Regions from separate parts of the Mus musculus genome. Here regions 2 and 3 are each linked to region 1. Evidence: chromatin contacts called from public Hi-C and promoter capture Hi-C data. All regions are on one chromosome and are shown on one strand. Each heading gives the region's core, a stretch centred on a gene start, on an enhancer-like site or on the middle of the called end of the contact. The rest is flanking DNA. Distances are from core to core; before and after follow the strand shown. Region 1 holds the start of Hccs (holocytochrome c synthetase). Region 2 has its middle 4.1 kb from the start of Gm25651. Region 3 overlaps Arhgap6 (Rho GTPase activating protein 6).

Region 1 (4,303 bases), core at 780-3,279:
AAGGTCACAGAATTTTCACCAACTTTGCCACTTACTAGCTACATGACTTGAAGTACATAAATTACTCTGAGCTTTAGTTTCTTTCCTTGGCTATAAAACAGTCACACTGGTTTATAGACATGATAATGTAAACTCTCCTGGGCAAAGAATTTTTGTCTACTATATCTACTTCTCTCTCAGTGAAGAAACAAAACCCAGCAATGCTTGTCACAGGATAAGTGCTGACCTCTTGGAGAAAGTTGGCTCGAGGAGAGAAAGAGGAATGGTGACACTGGAAGCATGAGGACCCAACAACATGCACATTCAGTAAGCATACAACACTGTCCCGGTCTCAACTGTCTACAGCAGACATGCACTCATTAAAGAACTGTTTTGTTTCCAGCCTAGCACTGACATAATGCTCTATAAATTCACTTGGTGAAGGCTGATTTTGACCTAGATGAAGACCTTAACAGATATGGGAGTAGTGTATTTCAAACAGCTACACCGAGGTTTATTCAGCTCTGGCACCCTTACTATTTATGGACCAAAGACTCCATGTCTGAGGCTGTATGATGTCTATTTAGCACTATCTAATACCACCCCAGTCTATGTCAGCAGAACCATTTCCTCTCAGTTGTGAGAACCAAAATATGTATTCAATGATGGCTCTTTACATGCATAGCTGAAAGCCACTGATGTAGGCACTGGTAAACTTTGGAAAGACAAGGCTGATTTAAGGAAAAATTGCATAGATGACAGACTGTGAGATATAAAAAAAATTGTTTATGATAATATCTAGTGAGCAGCCAAATTGGACCAGCCCCAGAGTGCCTTAGTCCCGCTTTGCAAGCCTCACTACCAAGCTACAACTCTAGAACTGTGGCTCTCAGCCTGTGGGTTGACCCCTCTGGCAACGCACTATCTCCAACAATATTTCCATGACGAGTCAGAACAGAAGCAAACTTACAGTAATGACGTTGAAAGGAAAATAATGTTGTGGTTGAGTCACCACAACGTGCAGAACTGGGTCAAAGGGTCCAGCATTAGGAAGGTTTGAGAACCACCGCTCTAGAATCACTAGCTTTCTTTTAATTTTCGAGACAGGCAAGTTACCTTTCCTTTGCCCTTTATGCATCGGGCATCCTGAAGGTGGTGAAGCTGGCTGACCATCTGAAGCATTCGAGGCGTTTACTGCAGTAGCAGGAGAAGATGCTGAGGCACCCATGGCTGGAATCACAGGGGTCACTCCCAATCTAAAATACCCAGCTGCCAAAGCAAGAAATCAGATTAAAACGTGGAGGCTAAACAGTTGATATCCCCTTGTTATTCTGATCCTGGCTGGCCCTGGCTTTTTTTCACCATCCCTTGGGAGAGTAAGAGGTAGGGCACTGGTTCGGGGGTGGGGGTGGGGGGTGGTGAGGGGACACTTTGAAAACAGTGCCTCCATTGGGAAAATACCTTGAAGCCTATGCCACCATTTGGGGACCCGTGCCAGAGTCTGGAAACTTGTAAGATGCAACCACGTCGTGAAGACGGGTGTAGTCTTGATGGTGGGGTCCAAGGGAAAATACACTGAACTAGCCTCGAACCCGTGTTCCCAGTAGGGCAGGCGCCTCAGGGAAAATAGGAAGGTTAAAAAAAAAAAAGTCACCAAAACGGGAGGCAAGGAGCGGCGAAGGGCAGGAAGCCACCAGTGTTGCCTTCCCGTCTATGCGCGTCCCACCGGCACCGCGGTCTGCACAGTGCACCGGCTCCAGCCGGACCCGGACGCCGTCCTGTCCCCAAGTCACCTCGCCGACTGTCCCGCGCCGCGCGGCCCCGAGCGCGTCAACCTGCCCAGCCGAACTCACTCGGCAGCCGCCGGCTCCAGCCGAACCCGGGCGCCGCCCTGCCCCCAAGTCTCCGCTCCGACTTGTCCCGCGCGGCGCGGCCGCGAGCGCGTCGAACCGCCCAGCCGAAGTCGCTCGGCTGCACCCGCGGTTTTTCCTCACGCGGGGTCACCGCTAACGTCCGGTCACAGCCGGCGTTCTCGGGCGCCGTTACTTCCTGTTCCGAAGGCGGGACTTCCGGGAGCACGAGGCAAGCTCGCGCTGAGGAGAGGAACGGTCGTCAGGTCGGGCGGATCGCTCCCACCCCCTTCCGCTCCGAGGCCTCGAGCCGCCCGAGCCTTCTCTCCGTCTCCGCCCCTACGTGCGGGGCGGTGTGTTTAAGGGCGGGTCGGTCCACCCCTTCTCGCTCCGCGGCCTATAGGCGCCCGAGCCTTCTCTCCGTCTCCGCCCCTACGGGCCAGGCGGTGTTTTTTAACTCCGCCGGCCGGCCGGTAAGCCGCTCAGGGTGAGAAGTTAGGGAACCGCGGGGTGTCGCTTCCGAGGGGTAAGGCACGTCGCTGTGTTTTTCTAAGTCATCTCCTTAGGTTCTTGAAAGGTCAACTTGTATTTTTTCTTTTTTGGTTTTTCGAGACAGGGTTTCTCTGTGTAGCCCTGGCTGTCCTGGAACTCACTGTGTAGACCAGGCTGGCCTCGAACTCAGAAATCCGCCTGCCTCTGCCTCTGCCTCCTGAAGGCTGGGATTAAAGGCGTGCGCCACCACCGCCCGCTCAACTTGTATTTTTTAATGAACAAGCGATATTTGTGCTTATTTGTGGAATAAAGTGCTATAATTAAGTAGACGCACTTAAACTTCCACCGCCTAGTCCTTTCAAGGACTCTGGCAACCGTTGTGAGTGTACTCCATGGAATTCACAGCCTTCATCTAAGTAGTATATTTCATATTACACAAAGTACGTTTTTATATTACTTGTGTAGGGTAAACCAGCAGATAGGAGATGGTTATTGTATTGGTTAGGTTTTTGTTAACTTGAATGGAGTCACTGTCTTCATCAGACGGCCCAGTGGGCAAGCCTATGGGGACATTTTCTCCATATCTGTATCCGGTACCACCGATGGGCTAGCTTATATTAAGAAAGCAAAGTGAGCCATGGGACCAAGCAAGCCAGTATGTGGTGTACCTCCATGGCCTCCATGGCTTTTGATTCCTTGGTGGCTTCAGGTTCCTGCTTTGAGTTCTGTGGGACCCCATGAAAATGGCCCCCTTTCATATTAATGTGACCATTGTTTAGGTCTTCTTTATGAAGACATTTCTAGGAGCGTTGGTCCACAGCAGACTTCCTGGTACTCTGGATCTTAAAGTGTTATGCCCCCTCTTCAGTGATAGTCTGGTTTTTTGCTAGTCTTTGGTTCTTGTGGGGAGCATTGTCGGTCCAAGTGGTACAACTTCTTCTAAGGCAGTGGTTCTAACCTCTCAAAGCTCCAACCCTTTAATACAGATCTTCATGTTCTGATGATCCTCGCAAGTATAAAATTATTGTTACCACTACATAACTATAATTTTGTTACTGTTATGAATAATAATGTAAATATCTGATTTACAGATCGTGAGCCATAGGTTGGGAATACATAAATCTAGTCTGTTAATTCTGTTTTGATGTTTCTGCGTCTATGATTTCACAGGTAACAACGTAATTGCATAATATATATTATCTATTTGTGTTAAAACATTTTAAAATTTGTGTTATACATTTTTTTTAAATTTTCCTATGTGTTCTACAATTCTTCTCTCGTTCAACATGTTCATGTTGTCTCCACTTTTAAAATATTTAATTCTTTTCCCCGGCCCTTTGGCCCTTTCTAAATTCTATATCCTTCCTCAAAATTCTTTATTGTGTCACAATTATCCATTCTATCCCACAATTATTGCTTCTCTTACACTCTGCCTTCTCTCATAGAGATCCTCATAACCATTTCCGGTTATCTCCCACAGTTCTCACTTTTTAATATAATTGATTAGAAGAATCATACCTTTCTTGTTCCTGAGATTCTAAGGTTTTCCAAGATCGGAGGCAGTAGGAGGTCTCTCTCTCTCAGGATCACGGCCAGAGAACAGAGAATTGGTATGCCTTGGGTATAAAGACAATATCACTAGTTCCACAGCGGGTCAGAGAACATATAACATACCAGGTATTTTAGATACTGCTGGGAATACAAAAGTGCTGAACGAAGGCTTTGTTCTTTGGGAATCTGTATTCAAATAATTTAAAGATCAACTAACAGTACACTTCATCTAAAGAGATACTCTAAATCATGTTTGATTTTAAACATTATTTGATAGAGATTGATGGGGGGGAGACTGATAGTGAAAACTTGATTGAAGAAGAAATTTCTGTTTGGAGCTATTTCAAATACATTCAGGTTTCACTACAGATTTGTACAGAAAAGGTCTTGTAACAAAGAAATATTTGGTTTTATGTGTCTGTTAGCCATGA
Region 2 (4,303 bases), core at 833-3,332, 370 kb after region 1:
TTGGCTCAAAGTTACAAAACAAAACAATGGTAGTGTTTCCCAAGTTTCTTCAGAAGATTTGCACAATGGTTATGCCATGTGATTTAAACTTCTTGGGAATTTGATTTAGTCCGATATCTTTGGGTACATAGATAAGCACTTTATTATTTCATACATGTTAAAGAGGTACAGCTTCACCAAATGTAGATCAAGTGCCCCCTATATTTGAAGTATTTCCACCAAGTTTATGATACCCTCTTTTATAATTATATGCCCCTATGAAAGGGAAAAAAAAGAATCTATAGTAGAACCATTTCATTCTTCATTTATTGAAAGCACTCCTTTAGGCATATTAAGAATGAATATTTAAGTTTGTATCTGCCTTATCTTCATCCGTAAAATAACAATTATAGGTGAGATAAACCTCTTAAGTAGTTTCAGACTTCAGGTGCAAAGAGAATACTCAATGTCCTTATAACAATATTTATCACCTTACAGACTAAGGTTTAAGTGGAACATGTATTTATGTAGATGATATTCTATCATAAGAAATAAACATGGATAAAATATAACATAACAAATAATAAAGGTGTTATGAAAGAAATAAAAGGTCTAATCTGGAGCCACGTCCATAATATCGCAGTAGGAAGGTTTAGCTGATCAGGGTGACATTTGTCTTTGGAAAAGTCCACATTGACAGCAACATAGAAAACGGGTCAGATATAAGGTATGGCAGAGTGATTCGGTGTGGATCAAACAGGAACAAGGAAAGCTGCCTGGGGAAGAAGATATCTACATATACTTGTGCTGTGGTGGCAGAAGTGAAGAGAGATCAATTTTCATGATATTTCAGAGTTGAAATCATTAGAGGTAACTAAAGTCTTGAACAGGAAATAGTGTCTGACAAAGAAATGCAAAATAAAACTTCCAGGACAGATTTAATTTACATAACTATAGAAATAGTTGTAGTACTCTTAAAGTTGAGAGTCCGGCTAGGTAACCTGGATTTCGGAAGGAGGATGAATTATTTGTCGATCAGTGGAATAGGAAAGATAAACGTTTTGAGGCTGAATTTTTATGGTTCCATTCACTGGCTGTATAATCTCTCAGAGGACATGTTAAAATTATGCCATAAACATCTGTATTAAGTGTTGGTGGTACAATTCAAAGAGATACATGACAGTCATTTCCTTGGAAGCAAAATCCCACCAAACAACAAGGTACAGGATGAAAGGGTCAATACAACTGGCAAGGCACATATTTTCAGGAAATAGAAAATACAGGAAGCAGAAAATGAAAGAAGACAAAAGAAAGGATGGGAAAGACACTTCAAATAAAATGCTTTAAAATTTTGAGAAATGAACAGCAAAAAATGAAAAAAGTCAATTAAGGAAGAGATTAAAAAGGAAAAATTTGGCAACAACAACACATCAGACCAGGGAAGCTGGGAAATTAGAAGCAAGAAAATATGAGAAGGTACTGTTACATTCAAAAGTTTCTGGCCAATTTGTAGGTTCCTAAGAATAAGTAAAACTGACCCATGAGGATGGTAGAATTTGTCTAATCTTCTGCCATATGAGTATAAATGCAATTTGCTTTTAAAAAAATAAAAGGCGTTTCTTCAAAAACAGCATGAGTGACAGAGAATCCAGGACTTCTTGGGTGCTACAGAGCAGTCTGCCCTCTCCAGAGTTAGTAAATAGCTATTCTAGGTCAATGAACAATAGCCTGATGGCTTTAAGAGTTAATCCTCCACATGCTTCCCATACTCCTCTGAGTCATTAATTAAACCGGCAGCACCTGGCTTAGTATTTATAAAATACTTTACACATCTGAGAGGGAAGTAAAAACTGAGAGCTCTGTGGATCCATTTCTATTGTTAAGCATTACTTAAAGTACTAGGGCTTCACTTGGTAACTTCCAGACAGCTCTTGCATGAAATCCCAAATCCAAGTCACTGGCATTTTTGCTCACAATAACTTATGTTTATAACTCAGTACCCCGAGTAACTTTTTTTAGGGCAAGTCTGCATATTATAGTGTATCACACATCTCAAGGCCTCTTTCCAAACACTGTTTTGACACAGTGTGTTAACAGTGAATTATTCATTGTTACCTGCATGAAGGACTAATGCTCAGAGTGGCTGGGAACAGCTTACCAGTTGTTGGCTCAATTGTGCAGCTCTATTTAAAGCTCTAGTGGGTAATTCAGTTGATGGCAAACTTCACTTTGACACAGTGCCATAGCACATCCATTAGTGCCCTCACTAGAGTACAAACATCTGCTTGCTTTTATTGTCCATGTGTTACTTAAGATAGTCTGCTTCTTTATGACGTAAATCACTGGAATCCACTGACTATTTTTAAAGACTCTTTTAGTGCTTCCTTGAAATGATCACTCTATAGTTGTTTAATAGATAATTGGCCCTTTAGGTACACAAAAATTACAAAGATGAAATTTTCTACTCTTCTGACCTTTTCCAGAGATGGCGTTATGACTAAAGTACCCTGGCTTGTTGTAAGATTCTGTCTTTGAGGGTTGTGTGATTCATAGGTTCACATCAGCACAGCATGTTAAAAGAAACTGCATTTCTGGCTAATTGACCCAAGGGAACTTGCTTGTTTTCTTTTGTTCACTGACCAGAGTTGTGTGCGTTTGCTTCTCTCAGTTCACCTTGAAAGGCTTTGCTATCGACTTCTTTACGTATTTATCTTGTCCTGACAGACTGCTGAGCAATTTGCTTGCCCTCTAGTTTATTCACGTGTCCAGTACAGATAAGTTTAGTGGCAGCCAGCTCTATCATTTTCATTCCAATGGACTGGCTGTATTCCAGAGTCCCTTTCATCAGCAATTTTGCCTTACCTTTTGGCTAGTAAAGGCCTAAAGCTATAGGATTCCATGATACAAAAGCTCTAACATATGAAAAACAAACACCGTCAAATATGATCAAAAATCTGAGCAAGGATTGATCTTAGGTGTAATGAATACTAATATGACTCTCCTCAGCCCAATAATTAGACAATCTCGGGAGGCCATGACCATGCATACTTGGTCTTATAAGTTGTAAAATAGTCCACAATAATCCATCTGGAAGAGCACTTTCATATTACACCATAAAATGGAGCTCTTACTCAGGTCCTAGGATTGCAAGGAGCCAGGAAGTTGCCAGGAATTTCCTAAGGGAAGAATTTTGGAAGATGATAATTTGAGGATTGTGAAAGTTCTGAGACTTGCCAGAGAATTAAGACAAGGACTAATTGGTTGATTCTGAGAGTGCAGAGAGAATATTGGTGGCTATGTGAGGTTGCAATGATTTCTTTCCCCATGGCATCTATGTGTTTCTTGTTCTCTCTGAATATTGAATTCATGAGAATGGAAAAGAGAAAAAGATTGTGTCCCAAAGGGAAACATTTAGAGAGCTGGGGGAAAAGAGCACCTACTACCTCATGACTGAGAAAGGAGAGAATGCAATGCAGAGACCTGAAGTCGCTAACTGCAAATAAAATTAACAATTCTTCTGTACTGTTTAAGACAAAGATTTTGTGTTCCATAAGTAACAAATAGAGGGGCATGAATAAAGAAGAGTCTCATAGTAAATTTGAATTCAAACTTATTTCATCTGGAGCTGACAAAGGCTCAGTGGGTTTAAATTCCTTACCACCAAGCCTGACAACCTGAGATGGATTCTTGGACCTACATTGTGGAAGGTGAGAACTGACTCATGTAGGGTTGTCATCTGATTCAGACAAACTCACTAAGGCACAATATATGTGTCCATACCTATATGCATGTGTGAATGTGTGCAGAAGCACACATGCATGTACACACATACACACACACACACACACACACACACACACACACACACACACACATTTTCCCATTCCAGTCAGAGGAAAGTGTAAGAAAGTAACTTACCTTGTTTTCATAGTCTGTAGTTTGCCACAGCCACCATCACTAGCTGTTTAATGCCCTCTAATGTTGCACAGAAATACTTAGAAGTACGGCCATATTTAGTGCTACAAAAACATAACTCAGTAGTCACTTGCAAGCTGGATGGGAAACATTTAATCCCCTGGCCTTGATGGCTTTTAACATCATCTTCTCCAAGGCACATGGTAAGACTAAATTAGAAGTATACACAATACTCTAAGCAGAGTAAGTACTTGGTGAGTCCTGGCTAATATTGTCTCTGAGCACAGAGAGAGTCATTGCCCAGTGTTGGATGCCCCAAGAAGTTGTCATTCTTGACAAAGCAGGCAAAATATCCCACCTCTAGGATAGAAAAAGTCCATTGAACTTGTTAATAGGCCTTTTACTCTAA
Region 3 (4,303 bases), core at 1,261-3,760, 270 kb before region 1:
ACTTGTCATGGAAGGAGCAGCAGTATGAGAACCTGACTTAGCACTGATTGGAAGAGATACTACCAATGTGTTCACAAGGCAAAATCTGGAGAAGCAAAAGCAGAGGGAAATAATCCATTCAAACCCTGACATCTTGGTTTTTCATTTTCCTATCTCCTTCTTGAAACAGCCCAAATATCCTACTGAGATGTGTGTCTAAGGAAGAACACCCCCCCAACAGAGAGTAGATGTTTTATTTTCTTTTGTTGTGGGGGGGGGGGGGGAACTTGTTGGCAAACAGAGATAACCAGCCTGAGTGTATGATGCCTTAGGAGTTACTTACTTGTGAAAGATCCATTATTCTTTCAGAGGGCTTCAAAGTTTCTTAAAGTGTTAATTAGAATGTTTAAACTATTCATGTATTACGCAAACTCCACTGACCTACACTATATATCCCAGTAAGTATTCATTTAAGGATCTAATATTCACTTATGTTATGAAATTTTATATATATATATATATATATATATATATATATGTATATATATATATACACACAAATATATATAAAACTTAGAAGAACACTATCAAGAGTGCTCTGAACAAATTTTACTAATAAAAACAAAACTAAAATGGACCATTTTCCCTCTAAGCTCATGACACTAGTCTAATGTATTGTGTTTTCTAAACAGTGGAAAACAAAGAATTAATTTAGTCTTTTCTAATTGAGAAGTATAGTTTTAGTTTTTAGCTTTAAAGTATTGTTACTTATGTCTTTCAGTTATGGACTAGTTGCAGCCAAAGACTGCAGTTGGCCCCCCCTTGTAACCTAGTTAATTTGGCAAAGGGAAAATTACAATTTCTGAGATCTTTTACCTCATTCTGTGAGCTGGCCTTTTCATTTTGTAATGATTTTCTTTACAATGCAAGATATATATATGCCAATTATATATCAGACAGAGAGTTGACACTTAGTGTATATGAAGACTGTAAAATTAAACACAAAATGATCCAGTTAGTAAATGGGCTAATGAACTCAATAGTTCTAAGAAGAAAAAAATACAAATGGCCAATAAATGCTCAAAGGGAGAGACAGGGTCAAGAGCTTTAGCTATCATGGAAATAAAAACTAAAATTGCTTTGAGACTCCATTTTACTGTATTCAGAATAGCTTATCATAACAAAAACAAGCAACAGAAAAGACAAAGGCCAACAAATGTTCGTGAGACTGTAGAGAAGGAACAACCGTTACGAACTTACAGTGGGAAAATGAACCGATAGAGCTACTGTGGGAATGTGCATGGAGCCTTCTGAAAAAAGGAAAAAGAAAAAAGTCAAAACTAGAATTACTATGTGATGTTGACATAGCAAGTAGACACTTGAATATCTATGCTTCTTGTTGCATCATTCACAATAGCCAGAAATGGATACCAAAAATGAGGTACACATATACAATGGAATTTTATGCAGCTTCAAAAAGGCACAATAATAACAACTGCAGGAAAATGGCTATATAAGTTTGTGTCAGATCAAATTAGAAAAACAAATAGCTTAAAACACACACACATATATTTATGATATCTTTCTTGCTTTTAATTGTTTCTTTGAATATAACATACAAAAAACATTGGAACATATGAAGAAAGATGCAGAGGCCAGAACCATGGACCATATCCTGACTCTGCTTTCTTGGCCACTTGAAGCATGTGCCTGATGTATGCTTGATACATGCATTACTGTCAAAGAAATTAATCAATAGTTTTATGTTTTTATCTTTTAGAAATATTTAGTTTGACCGTAGTCATGATGATAGCCAATATTTGTTGAATACTTGCCTTTAAAAATTAATAGCCTACCTATATCATTTCACTTAATCCTTTAAAAGACACCTTTATAATCTATGTACTGAACTACTCCCTATAAAATGGCATCTCTTAAATTATTCTCTCTATCCTTCCCATATTGGCAACATTCCTGATCCCATTGCTCATTGATCAGGAATAACAGGGAAAAGAAAGTAAATTGATAAGAGGTAAGCAGTATTTTGATATTCTGGTTAACAACCACCACAACTACCACCGCCACCACAACCAGAAATGAATGACATTCTTTTTGATATATTTGGCTAACTGTTGTGATATTATAATTCTCACCAGAAAAGTAATTTTGATTGAAACATGGCAAAATTCAACCCTGCCTGAATGTGTCTCTTGTTTTCTTTACGTGAGTGTTCTAATGGAACATCCGTTTCAGGAAAGACACCACAGGGCATGGTTGAACTCCCTGCCACCTAGAAAAGGTGCATGTGAACTGGCAGCTGTTCTTCATCAGTTTTCCAAAAGTATTTATGAACAAGGACAAACTCAAGCTCCTCGTGTATTTGCAGTGGCTCTGGGCAGCACAGTCGTCATGTAAACACTGGCACTCATGGCACACATGCATTCTTACTCACTTGGTTTAAAGGGAGTGGCAGTTCGCAGACCTCTCCTGGGGAAAAGATTGTCCCTTATCAAGATTAACTGGCTTAAAAACCCTGTAATTGCTGTTTTTTCTTTCAGGATGGCTGCAGAGTGAAACCTTATCATTAGGACACAGCCATAAAGACTTCCTGCATTTATTTGGTTCTCACCATTTTTTTTAAAAAGGTGTCACAAGTGCTGATGCTATCTGATTCTGCAAACATAGCACACTTTTACTTCAGTTAGGGATGTTTCACTATATGATTATGCTTTGATGCATATTGGAAAGGGAGATTATTTTTACAACCTAGACATATGGGAACTAGCCTTCTACTTTCAGTAAGGTAGGCAACTAAGACTACATTGCCAGAACTCCTTAACATCATGCATTGCAAATATTTGTAAAAGAATAATAGGCTCTTCTTGAGAGTCTAAGGACATCTTCGATTTGAAGAACTATGGGATCTTCTAGGACAGTGGTTCTCAACCTTCCTAAAGCTTTAATACAGTTCCTCATGTTGTGGTGACCTCAAAGTTATTTTCATTGCTACTTAATAACTCTAAATTTTCTACTGCTGTAATTCATAATGTAAATATCTGTGTTTTCTAACGGTCTTAGGTGACACTTATGAAAAGATCATTGGAATCTCAAAGGGGTCATAACCCACAGGTTGAGAACTGCTGTACTCTCTGTACTTTTTTATTAAATGCAGTATCAATATAAAGGATTGGTGGTAATAACACTTACTTTATAGTGTGTTATATGAATGTAGAATTGTGTTTGTATCAGTTAACTATTGTCATACTAATGCTGTTTGACAGACTACTCTGACATTCAGTGGTATCAAATACCACCATCAATCTTCATGGATCAGTGGGTCACCTGGACTGGCTTATATAGGTAGAGCTCAGCTATTTAATTGGAGGTCCGTAAATCAGTCCCAGCAAACATTGCTCTGTTGAGAGCTCTTGCTGCATGTGTATCTATTCTGGAGTTCAGGATCGTGAGATGAGGTTTACCTAGGAGAGCCACAGAAGTAGAAGCACAAGAAGACAAGTACAACCAACTTCATACTCTCAAGGCATATGCAGGTTAGCACATTGCTGTTTTCTCTTACTTCCCATTCATTGGCCAGAGCAAACCACATTTACAAAGCTACTGTTATCTTGGGTAAGGAAAATGCTTTCCTTTCAAGATGGAGCTGCCAAAAAGGTGAGGGAAGAAAGTTAAGAAATGTAGGAATGCACTCACTACACACACACACACACACACACACACACACACACACACACACACACACACACATACACAGAGAGAGACAGGGAGAGACAGAGACGGAGAGACAGAGAAAGAGAGATGTTTAATCAAATATCTGAGAGCACTAATATTTTTAAGAAGATAGAAATACATCTATCCCATTTTTCTTTCAATTTTGTCAGTTAATTCTTTTAGGAGAGGTAGAATTTCATCTTCCTTACATTTCCTTACAGTTACCCCAAGCCCACAGCAATAGTATAGGAATACATTTTAAAAGAATATTATAAAAACATGTTCATGTTTAAGTAGATTTGCTACAGTTTTCCCTGGTTTCTTTGTTTTTAGTAACTCTGGTTCCTCAGACTAGCAAAATGGAGGTATTTATAATTACTTCCTTGGAGAGTCAACAAATTCTTTTTATTGTTTTTATCTATCTATCTTCATAATCATCATTTATCTATACATACATATCTATATCATCTATTCATCCATCCATGTATAATTTCACTATGAGCAATGAGATGGAGACTCACTCTGTAGCCTGCACTGCTCTGGAAATCACTATCTGGCTTAGTCTTCTCTCAGACTCATGGCATTCCTCTGCCTC

Evidence for each region. Promoter capture Hi-C pulls out the DNA fragments that hold promoters and counts their contacts. Hi-C and Micro-C count contacts between places; a contact is called where the count stands out from the background.
Region 2: a contact with region 1 is called in a Hi-C map of uterus, with 2.9 times the contacts expected there. The contact joins the enhancer-like site here to the promoter of Hccs in region 1. A contact is called at or near these places in 7 of 39 promoter capture datasets (the 3T3-L1 cell line, cranial neural crest, embryonic stem cells and 2 more), 1 of 15 datasets of contacts at CTCF or cohesin (the NIH/3T3 cell line), 12 of 484 Hi-C or Micro-C datasets (the 3T3-L1 cell line, 3T3-L1-derived adipocytes, the HL-1 cell line and 6 more), 2 of 115 datasets of contacts at active chromatin or transcription factors (the NIH/3T3 cell line and embryonic stem cells) and 1 of 9 other capture datasets (adipose tissue).
Region 3: a promoter capture Hi-C map of the HPC-7 cell line shows a contact between it and region 1. The contact joins the enhancer-like site here to the promoter of Hccs in region 1. A contact is called at or near these places in 1 of 39 promoter capture datasets (the HPC-7 cell line and HPC-7-derived erythroid cells) and 2 of 484 Hi-C or Micro-C datasets (the MNK3 cell line and hematopoietic stem and progenitor cells).

The regions. Positions count from the first base shown.
Region 1 is chrX:169,318,343-169,322,645 of GRCm38.p6, forward strand. It overlaps Hccs (holocytochrome c synthetase), which reads right to left and starts at 2,030. Exons shown (of 7, transcript NM_001331049.1): 1 at 1,634-2,030; 2 at 1,096-1,248. The coding sequence starts at 1,207. It overlaps Gm15246 (predicted gene 15246), which reads left to right and starts at 2,053. Exons shown (of 6, transcript NM_001361166.1): 1 at 2,053-2,355.
Region 2 is chrX:169,689,704-169,694,006 of GRCm38.p6, forward strand. It overlaps a transcript of Mid1 not described here. Among named protein-coding and RNA genes, the nearest start is that of Gm25651, 4.1 kb to the right of the region's middle. Within about 2 kb of position 2,083, at least 23 of the 459 cell types and tissues checked have an H3K27ac peak or open chromatin away from gene starts, as enhancers often do. A contact at or near this core is called in the NIH/3T3 cell line, adipose tissue and uterus, where this site is marked.
Region 3 is chrX:169,045,296-169,049,598 of GRCm38.p6, forward strand. All of the region lies in intron 1 of Arhgap6 (Rho GTPase activating protein 6), which reads left to right. Among named protein-coding and RNA genes, the nearest start is that of Amelx, 140 kb to the right of the region's middle. Within about 2 kb of position 2,511, at least 5 of the 459 cell types and tissues checked have an H3K27ac peak or open chromatin away from gene starts, as enhancers often do. A contact at or near this core is called in the HPC-7 cell line, where this site is marked.